Linked DNA regions of Anas platyrhynchos: region 2 is linked to region 1. The links are chromatin contacts, called in public Hi-C maps. All regions are on one chromosome and are shown on one strand. Each heading gives the region's core, a stretch centred on a gene start, on an enhancer-like site or on the middle of the called end of the contact. The rest is flanking DNA. Distances are from core to core; before and after follow the strand shown. Region 1 holds the start of USP15 (ubiquitin specific peptidase 15). Region 2 overlaps USP15 (ubiquitin specific peptidase 15).

What was found. A called contact is a pair of places that touch in the nucleus more often than the background predicts.
Region 2: a contact with region 1 is called in a Hi-C map of subcutaneous adipose tissue, with 4 times the contacts expected there. The contact joins the enhancer-like site here to the promoter of USP15 in region 1. A contact is called at or near these places in 5 of 8 Hi-C or Micro-C datasets (F1 follicle, liver, skeletal muscle and 1 more).

What each region holds. Positions count from the first base shown.
Region 1 is chr1:34,924,779-34,929,330 of IASCAAS_PekinDuck_T2T, forward strand. It overlaps USP15 (ubiquitin specific peptidase 15), which reads left to right and starts at 2,481. Exons shown (of 21, transcript XM_027456491.3): 1 at 2,481-2,661. The coding sequence starts at 2,573.
Region 2 is chr1:34,979,074-34,983,625 of IASCAAS_PekinDuck_T2T, forward strand. All of the region lies in intron 7 of USP15 (ubiquitin specific peptidase 15), which reads left to right. Among named protein-coding and RNA genes, the nearest start is that of MON2, 34 kb to the right of the region's middle. Within about 2 kb of position 2,543, at least 2 of the 8 cell types and tissues checked have an H3K27ac peak or open chromatin away from gene starts, as enhancers often do. A contact at or near this core is called in F1 follicle and subcutaneous adipose tissue, where this site is marked.

The DNA.
Region 1 (4,552 bases), core at 1,231-3,730:
GTTATAAGGCCACCATATACAAAAGTGCTTGGTAGATCAGTGGAGTAGAGAATCTGAAGCCTCATTTTCCCTCTTCATAAATTCGTAACTATTGTATAGAAGGTTTAGGAAGAAAATAAAAAGTGGAGAAGATAATTTTTCTGTAGTACCCATGAGTAAGACTTACAGATGTCTATCATTTCTACAGAATTTATTGTGTGCATGAGTTTCATCCATTGAGAAGCAGAGCTTCTCATAAGCACAAAAAAAAAAAAAAAAAGAAAAAAAAAAAGAAAAAAATGAAGCCATACTTTAAGTTTCTTTATCCAAGTCCACTAATTGACTTGAAAACAAGAACTGAGAGCTTAAATTCTATGTTGTATCGGGAATCAATAGAATCATTAGAGTACACAGGTTGTTATCTGCAGACCATTTGCTGAATGTCTGAGCCTCTATGCATTGCATTAATTGTTTCCTTTTTAATGATCAATGTTTAGAACCACAAAAAAACACGTTTAGAAAAGTGCATCATATAGCAGTGAAGTCAGGTAACAACAGAGGCCCAGTGGTTACTGGAAAGTCTGCCACTTTTAGCCTTACAATTTCCTGCTTTCAGTTATATCAAAAGCAGGATGATATAAATCTATATTACAAAAGATTATTTTTCATCAGAGAAGGTAGGTGGTCATTCATCAGTATCTCTGGCACTGTTTCTATCTACTAGATGTTTTAAATTCTGAGGATCCTTGGGCACCTTTGAGGATAGGTGTATTTGGAAACAATTCCTTGCTAGCTCAGAAAACTTTTGTGAAAATACAGATTTATCACCAATCGGCAATTTTCAACAATTTTAAGCAGAGGAAAGACTACCTCAAGTTTACACTGCTGTTGTACTGTAACAAGCACAATTGCTTCTTGCACAGCACTGAGAGTCCCAGAGTTACTCATCTCTCCATTTTGATTCTTAGAAAAAGCTCTGATTTAGATGGAATGTCATGTGCTTTTCTGTCTAGTAACTGTAGCACCTCATGTCTGTCTAGTATCTGGTTTTGTACCATGAATAGGCAGATCTAAGGAACACAAGTAACTGCATTTGTGCTACCCAAAGCATAGAGCCATAGGTGGCTCCAGGTGAGTCTTTTGGCAAATCAATCATGGTGGATCAATAAATATTTTTTCCAACTTGACAAGAAAATATCTTTTTTATAATAATTTAAGTTTGGCATACAGGTAACTTTTGGTGTTTAAAACATTGTATTTGTTTACCAAGATGAAGAGATGACTCCACATGACAGATATCTTTAATTTACTTGTCCTTCATCTTGGAATTTCATATTCCAGCTCTTACAGATGCTGTGAATGTCACCACCAGTCCTTCCAACCTCTTGGGAGGCATGACTTCCATATCCATATTCTCTTCCAGATGCAGGCCCTGACTTTGCCTTTACTTCAACATCATCATCTTTACTGATAATCCTGGCAAAATATTTACTTAGTTTTGGACTACTGTGGATGCAAAGCAACTTTACTCCCACTCTCTTTTTTTGCTGTGTGCATATCTAAAGAGTAATCTCCAGTGCTATTTATAACAGCTACATGCTACTAGCTCATACGTGCTAATTAGCCAATAGGTAATAACATCCAATAGCTTATAATATACGAGTGGCAGCCGATGATGCATTTCTAGCGTTAGTCATACAATTCAGCACGCTAAAATGACTTGGGTGGAGGAAGGGGGCTCAGCATACATCTGCGTTCATTATGGATACGCTGCTGGATCTGCAGGAAGGAACTTTTAAGGAGTTTGTAAGCAGCATTCTCCCCTGCCCCAGCTCAAGATTTCTGTACAATTTTGTGAAGTCTATACGCAAGAGAAGCTCCTCGTTACTGCAGTGTAACACGGGGACTCGTTCGTGTTTTGGTGAGGTGCCAGATGTCAGGCGGCAGTGTTTGTACGGACATCAGGCCCAGATAAGAGGGACTGAAGCAAACACAACAAACTACTGTGTGGTTTTGTGAAGGTCTGGGAAAGTTAAAGCAAGCCACCCAGCACACCCACATTCCCAACAGCATTCGCACAGCAACAGGGGCTATGCGGCTATCCCAACGCCGGGACTCCACACCACTCAAACCTACGGACAACACATTCATCAGCAAGGCGCATACACCTCAATGAAAACACTGAAGGATCAGAAAAAGCCCTTTATTCCAGAAAGGCGAATTCCCCTTTCCGCCCCATTCTGAAGCGCGGTCTCACAGACCACCATCTGCAGGGGGCAAGCCGGGCTCTGGCAGTGTCATGGGGACAAGGGGACACGAGGACACGGGGATAGGGGTACATGGGGACACGGGGACACAGGCCCAGGGCTGCTGCCCACCCCTCCGGCAGGACGCGGCCCCTCAGCGCCGAGCCCTCCCCGCCGCCAGGCGGCCTCGCGGCGCGGCGCCTCCCCGCGCCCCCTCCCCGCGGCCCGCGGGCAGGGCGGGGGCCGAGGGCGGCTCCCCGGCGGCGTCAGTCCCAGCATGCAGCGCGGCCCGCTCCTGCCCCTGCCGCTGCCGCCGCCGCCGCTGTCGCTGCCGCCGGGGCGAGAAGATGGCGGAGGGAGGCGCGGCGGATCTGGAGACCCAGCGCACGGACGTGGCGGCGCTGCTCAAAACCGCCCTCCGCAAGGGCGACACTTGGTGAGGGAGGGAAAGAGGGAGGCGACGGGCACCCGGGGCTGGCCGGGCGGCTCCCTCCGCCCCCGGTGGCGCCCCCCTGCCCCTCGGCCTCCCCCTGAGGGCGCTTGGCGGAGGGGGGTGGGGGGGGCGGCGCCGTTCTGCGCCCTCAGCCCGGGTCTGGGGGGCACCGGCAGCGGGGGGGGGGTGGGGGGTGAGGCCGGGGGCGGCCCCGGGCTCTGCGGGGCCCGGAGGCCGCGGGGAGAGCTGCGAGGCCCGGGGAGGGCAGCCCCCCGGCAGCGCTCCTGCGGTTCTTCACCCCGAAGGGAGGAAGCGGCTCGGGTGTTGTTTTTTTTTAACCAGAAATTACAGCTCTGGCCTCGCTGGGGTGTCCTGGAGCCCGTCCGCGGCTGTCATTGCACGCCTGGCGTTTAAACTTTGACGGCCAACGCGTGATGCCCCCCCCCCTACCCCCCAAAAAAAGGAGCAGCCCCCGAAGGTGCGGGTAGGCCCGGCCTGGTGGCGTTTTCCGCAGCCGCACGGGGTTCCTGGCACGAAGCGCTGCTTCTGGGGGCCACACGGCTTGTCAGCGCAAGGACCCGCGGCCGAAAAGATCTGGGTTAAATAAACACGGCCTGCCAGCCTGCGCCTGGTAACCCAGCGTCTCGAGTTGTAGTGCTTCGAGGCTAGGTTGCACGCTGGGTGTTTTTTTTGGGGGGGGTTGTTAGGGTTTTTTGAGGGAATGGGAAAAAAGGGAACTGACACTTTTTCCACCACGCAACCTCTTCATCTCTTTCCTCGTGAAGCTGTCACCAAAGACAAAGGCTGAAGTGTTAACTTACTGAAAATTAAGTACAAATACGCAAAAGTAGAGCTAACCCACCTCGTTTCAGCTGTCATCACTCACTGTTCCAGTTCTATAAAAGACTATATTTAACAGTGTTGATACTGCAGCATGTGTCAGAAGCATACATTCTGATGCATTATTCAAATACTGCTGAGTATATGTTCACTTTTTCGCATCTGAGCAGGCTGCTCTTCAACCGAAAAAGTATAAGCAACTAGAAAAAGGAAATCAATTCGAATGGTAGTGTTGAAAATGACCGGCAGTAGTACAAGAGTGCTTAGGCATGTAATCTTCTAAGAGATTTTTTTAATGGTTTTGTTGAGTATTTCCTGAGTACTAAAAAAAAAAATAATCTTGAACAGTTAGTATTATTCAAAGTGAAACTAACTTCATGACTGGTTTGTGTAATGACTAACACGGTGCACTTACGGGCAAAGCTGTATTTTTTTTTTTATTACGCTAAATATTTTTAAATGGAAAAATCAGTTAAGTGAAATAAGCTTCTAGACATTCTCAGAAAATAAGTATATTTCAATGTGATTGTGACACTAATATTAATCCAGTGTTGCAGAGCTGAATAAGCTATGGCAAAGTCCCATTAATTTTGACTTATGAACTATTACATCTAGGAACATGAATGCATATACAGGTACATTCATAGGATTAATAGTTAGAGCTATGTATTTAACTTCACATATTAAGGAGTGTATTTAGTCCAAGTGCTTTATTCAGAGATATTTTGGTAGTAGCTTTTTATTCTTCTGGGGCATTGGTAAGGAAACATGATAGTTAAAGTGCTGTAAGTCATGATTCAGAATTGCAATTTTCATTCATTCATTCAATAGTAAATATTGCTGAAAAATGTGAGCAATGCTGTATCAGCTTTTTCTGATAGCTGTTTGAGCTTTCAAGCACTGTACTTAAATACAGTGCTTTTAAAATTACCAGCTTACACAGATAATCTCCCAAGAATTCGGAGAACTGTAGCTATGTATAAAGTATAAAGCTTTGGGGGGTTCCCCTTAAGAAAAAAGGAAATGAAGAATAGAGCAAGGAGAGGCAAGCCTT
Region 2 (4,552 bases), core at 1,293-3,792, 54 kb after region 1:
ATACTTCAGATTTAATCTCAATAACCATCACAGAGATTCCTGGCTTACATTGAATTTCTTCTTTATCCTGTTCAGGAAAGTAGTAGTTTCAGATACGTTTATAATCTAAGTTTATGAAGTTGCTGAAATTTGTTCAGAGAAGGAAATGTTCCAGAGATGCATAGCCTATGAAGGTTTTCTATCCTTTTTTTGGTATATAAAATCAAAGAATAATTTGGCTTTGAAGGGATCTCAGAATGATCATAGGTACAGTCTTCTGCATGCATCCATTCAGCATGCATCTGCATGTAGTCCTGTCACTGTGTACCTCTGAGAAGTGTCTGGCTCCACATTGTTCACAGCCTCCACGGAGGTCCCCCACAGAGGGACCTCCACGGTTTATATAAATGTGCCGAAAAGCAGCTCATGAAGTTCAGCAAGGAGAAGTGTGAAGTCCTGCATGTGGGCAGGAAAAGCCCCAGACATCAGTAATTGTTTGGGGCTACACTTGTCAATGTGTATAAATACCTGAAGGGAGGATGCAGAGAAGTCAGAACCAGTGGTGCCCAGTGCTGAGACAAGAGGCAGTGGGAACAAACTGGAAAACAGGAGGTTCTGTCTAAACATCAGAAAGCACTTATTTACTGTGCAAGTGACTGAGCACTGGCACAGGCTGCCCAGAGAGGCTGTAGAGCCTCCTCCTTGGAGCTCTTCAAAAGCCACCTGGAAGTGGTCCTGGGCAGCCTGCTCTGGGTGTCCTTGCAGGGTATTGGACCAGATGAGCTCTAGAGGTACCTGCCAACCTCAACCCTTCTGTGATTCTATGAATAAAATTCTATATGTAACCTCTCTTGATTATTGAATTGCATCATCATACTACTTACTTTAAAGTAAAAAATTAAGAATATGTTTTTGTGTCTAGTGAGTGAGCCAGAATCAACTTAGAGGCTTCAGAATATTCTTAGTACGTAGCAAAACATTTTTTTAATGAAAGTTTACTTCTCTATCAGGCTAGACTGATTAAAAACAAAGCTAATTTTGATTGTAATTTGAATTTGTATACATGTAGATATAAAAACTTTGAGGTGAGAATGATTAGCATGGGTTGTTGTGCTTAGGTATCTTATTCAGCTTATTACACTTTACATCAGCATCCCACTGTGTTAACAGGATTTCGAAAATACGTTCTGATGTTTACATTCCAAAACAAGCCAGCCTTCGTTGCTTTTCAGTTCTATCCAAAGAATTGAGTGTTTAAATAAGAATTATAAGAAACTGTAGTGTAAGTGAATAAACAGAATTTTGCTGATTCACAAGACAGTGCCATGGTAAGAAAATTAAAAGGACTCGTGTTTTTTGAGCAATGCAGCTTTTAGTTTGGCTTGCTACCATTCATTTGTCCTTGGCAGTACATTTATTTCAAATGCATTACTCGGCAGCTTTCTTTGCAAGGAAGTGTGACGTATCTTTCAGTTCTATCTACTATATCTCTCAAGGAAAGGATTTTTCAGAGTTTAATGTTATCCAAGAAATCCATGAAAATGCTTTTTATTGGGAGTATGACATGTTATTAACACGCTGCAGTTTCATACACTGCAAAGTCTGCTGTCTTTTTCCTTTTGCAACCACTTAAATTTTGCATTTTTTCCAATTATGTTTTCAGTTACACAGAAACCGTAGATTTTCCCGTGTTAATTTGCCATTACTTCTATCTTCTACTGTTAATGGGTTAACATTTGTTTATTCGGGCTAAAGGTATTTAGTGCTTGCTTAGTAATGTGTAATGCCTATGGCCAAAGCACTGTGAACACATTTGATCTTGGAAGCAAAGAGGGGATGGGCTCAAAGAGGGGGTGTGTTGATTGGAAACGAGGGAATTGTGCTTGGGAATATTGGATGCTGTAGTCTTTGATCTGGATGATGGAGTGTGCTGTATTTGTTGAGATGTGATACAAAACCGGTAGTAGAGGCTGACACACCAGATGGGTGTGCTGCCATTCAGAGGGATGGAGAAATGGGCAGACAGGAGCCTCCTCAAGTTTCATACAAGGAAATGCAAAGTCATGCATGTGGCAAGGAATAACCTCGGCACCAGTACATGCTGAGAGAGGAACGGAGGCCCACCATCTGGAAAGCAGCTTGGCAGGGAAGCACCTAGGGTCCTGTTTAACAAAAATCCAAGCATGAGCCAGCAATGTGCCCTTGGGGCAAAGGAGCCCACTGACCTCCTGTGCTGTATTAGGAGGAGCACTGCCAGGAGGTCGAGGGAGGTGAGCCTTGTCCTCTTCTCAGCACTTTGCCCTGACGAGACACACCTGGAGTGCTGGGTTCAGTTCTGGGCTCCCCAGTACAGGAGAGACCTGGGCATACTGGAGCAATTGAAAGGTGACAAAAGATGATTAAGGAACTGGTTAACTCTGTCATTAAATAGTTTGATGTAGAGTTTTAAGTGCTGGAATAATTTCCAGTTACATTCATGTATGTTCTGTTGCAAAAGCTCTGTCTTGATCCCTTCCATTCAGTCGGCGCTGAAGTATATCCAGTGTAGCTTCCTTGAACAGAAACAGTTTATCCACTTCTGCTGATTCCCACTTTTTTCTGCTCTTCATTCTATCCGCCCAGCACTGAGAATGTATTTTCTGAAGTATTGCTGTGCTGCCACCTGTGGATCTTTCCTAAGTATTGCTTTGCCCTATTGTGTGATAATAGCATTAAGATCTCAGTGGGTAAAGTTTTTTTTCTTTTGCTGTGAAAACCTGAGAATTCCCAGTTTACATTTTGTGAAGCAAAAACAGGAGAAGAATTAAAGTATTTTTGTAAACAAAAACACTTTATAAGTTTATATATATATTTATTTATTTATTTTTGCCATCACTATGATTATGCATACTTTTAAACAGCAGCTGTTGAGAATTTTGAAATGAAGTATTTCAGGAAATTTCTTTCTTCAGAAAGCTGAAAGGCATTCCTTCTAAGGTTGGTTCATAGAATGGCTTGGGTTAGAAGGGACCTTAAAGATCACCTAGTTCCAAGCCCTGCCATAACCAAGGGCACCACCCACTAGATCAGGTTGCCCAAAGCCCCATCCAACCTGGCCTTGAACACCTCCAGAGATAGGGCATCCACAGCTTCTCTGGACAGCCTGTTCCATTGCCTGACCACCTTACAAGTGGAGTTTCCTCTTAACCTCTAATCCTAAATCTCCTGTTTCAGTTTAAAACTGTTCCCCCTTGTCCTGTCTTTATCTCATTGAGGAAAAGAGTCGCTCTTTTTTATAAGCCTCCTATAAGTACTGAAAAGCCACAATGAGGTCACCCCAGAGCCTGCTCTTCTTTAGGCTGAACAGCCCCAGCTCTTTCAGCCTTTCTTCGTAGGAGAGGTGCTCCAGCCTTCTGATTATCAATGTTACAGCAATGATTTTATCCAAACAAAACAATGCTTTTCACCAAAACGTGAAATGAGTACGTTTTTATTGTTCTGTCTCAGTTGCCATAGGCATACAGACTCTGGGTTAAAGAGTGCATTAGCTGAATGTTTTTGTCACCACATCTGATACTAAGCTCTTCAGACAAAAGTAGGACAGACAGGTGTAAAGTAATTCACCTTTTCTTCTACAACTGGGATCTCTTTTTCAGTCAGTCAGCTCTTGGTCTCATATTAGGCAACTGAAATAGGAAATTTTAGTGTCCCTTGTGTAAAACTTGTATTAAGTAGGGCAGCTCAAGAAGCATGATACCTATATGAATACCCAATGTTTAGCTTAATTTCATGATCTCATTGTCTCCTCATTTCCACAGTTTACTGGCATAATAGGTAATTTGCTTTGAAGTTTTATTATCACTCCCATATAATATCCCCTCTGAGATGTGAATAAGTATTTCCTGGTTACCTTAGTATCATAGGATAATGCAGATTAGAAGGGACTTTAGGAGGACACTGGTGCAACCTCCAGCACAAAGGAAGGTCAGATTTGAGGTCAGAGTGTTACCAAAGGTTTTACCTGGTTGGGTTCTGAAAACCTCCAAGAAGGGAGGCTGCACAACTTCTCTGGGCAACTGGCTCCACTGTTTACTGTCCACATGGTGAAAACTTCTTACCTTACATTGAAAAAAGAGACACTGAGGATCTAAGCCCATTGCTTATTGTCCTCCCACTATTTAACACTGTGAGGAGCCTGGTTCCATCTTCGCGTTAGCCTCTCTGTAGGTACTGGGAGGTTGCTGTTGGGTCCCCCTGAAACAGTTTCTTCTCCAAGCTGAACAAGCCTTGATGCTTCAGCATCTCCCCACAGGGCAAGTGCTCTAGCCCCACTGACCGTCATGGTGGCTCTCTTTCTTCATACATTTTCCTTTTTTATCAGTTAAACAATCAGGTCCTTGCAAGTGTAAGAGTGTTCCAGTATTTAAGGTATGGTTTTAGAGCAGGATAGCTTGACTTTTTAGTTTCAACCCATGTGGAAGTTTGGACGGACATGGATGACAGGTAGAATCACTAACAAGATAATAGTTTAGTGTTGGAATTAAAATATTCCAGTGAGACTACAGAAATAATATGCATTGGGCTTACATGGCAG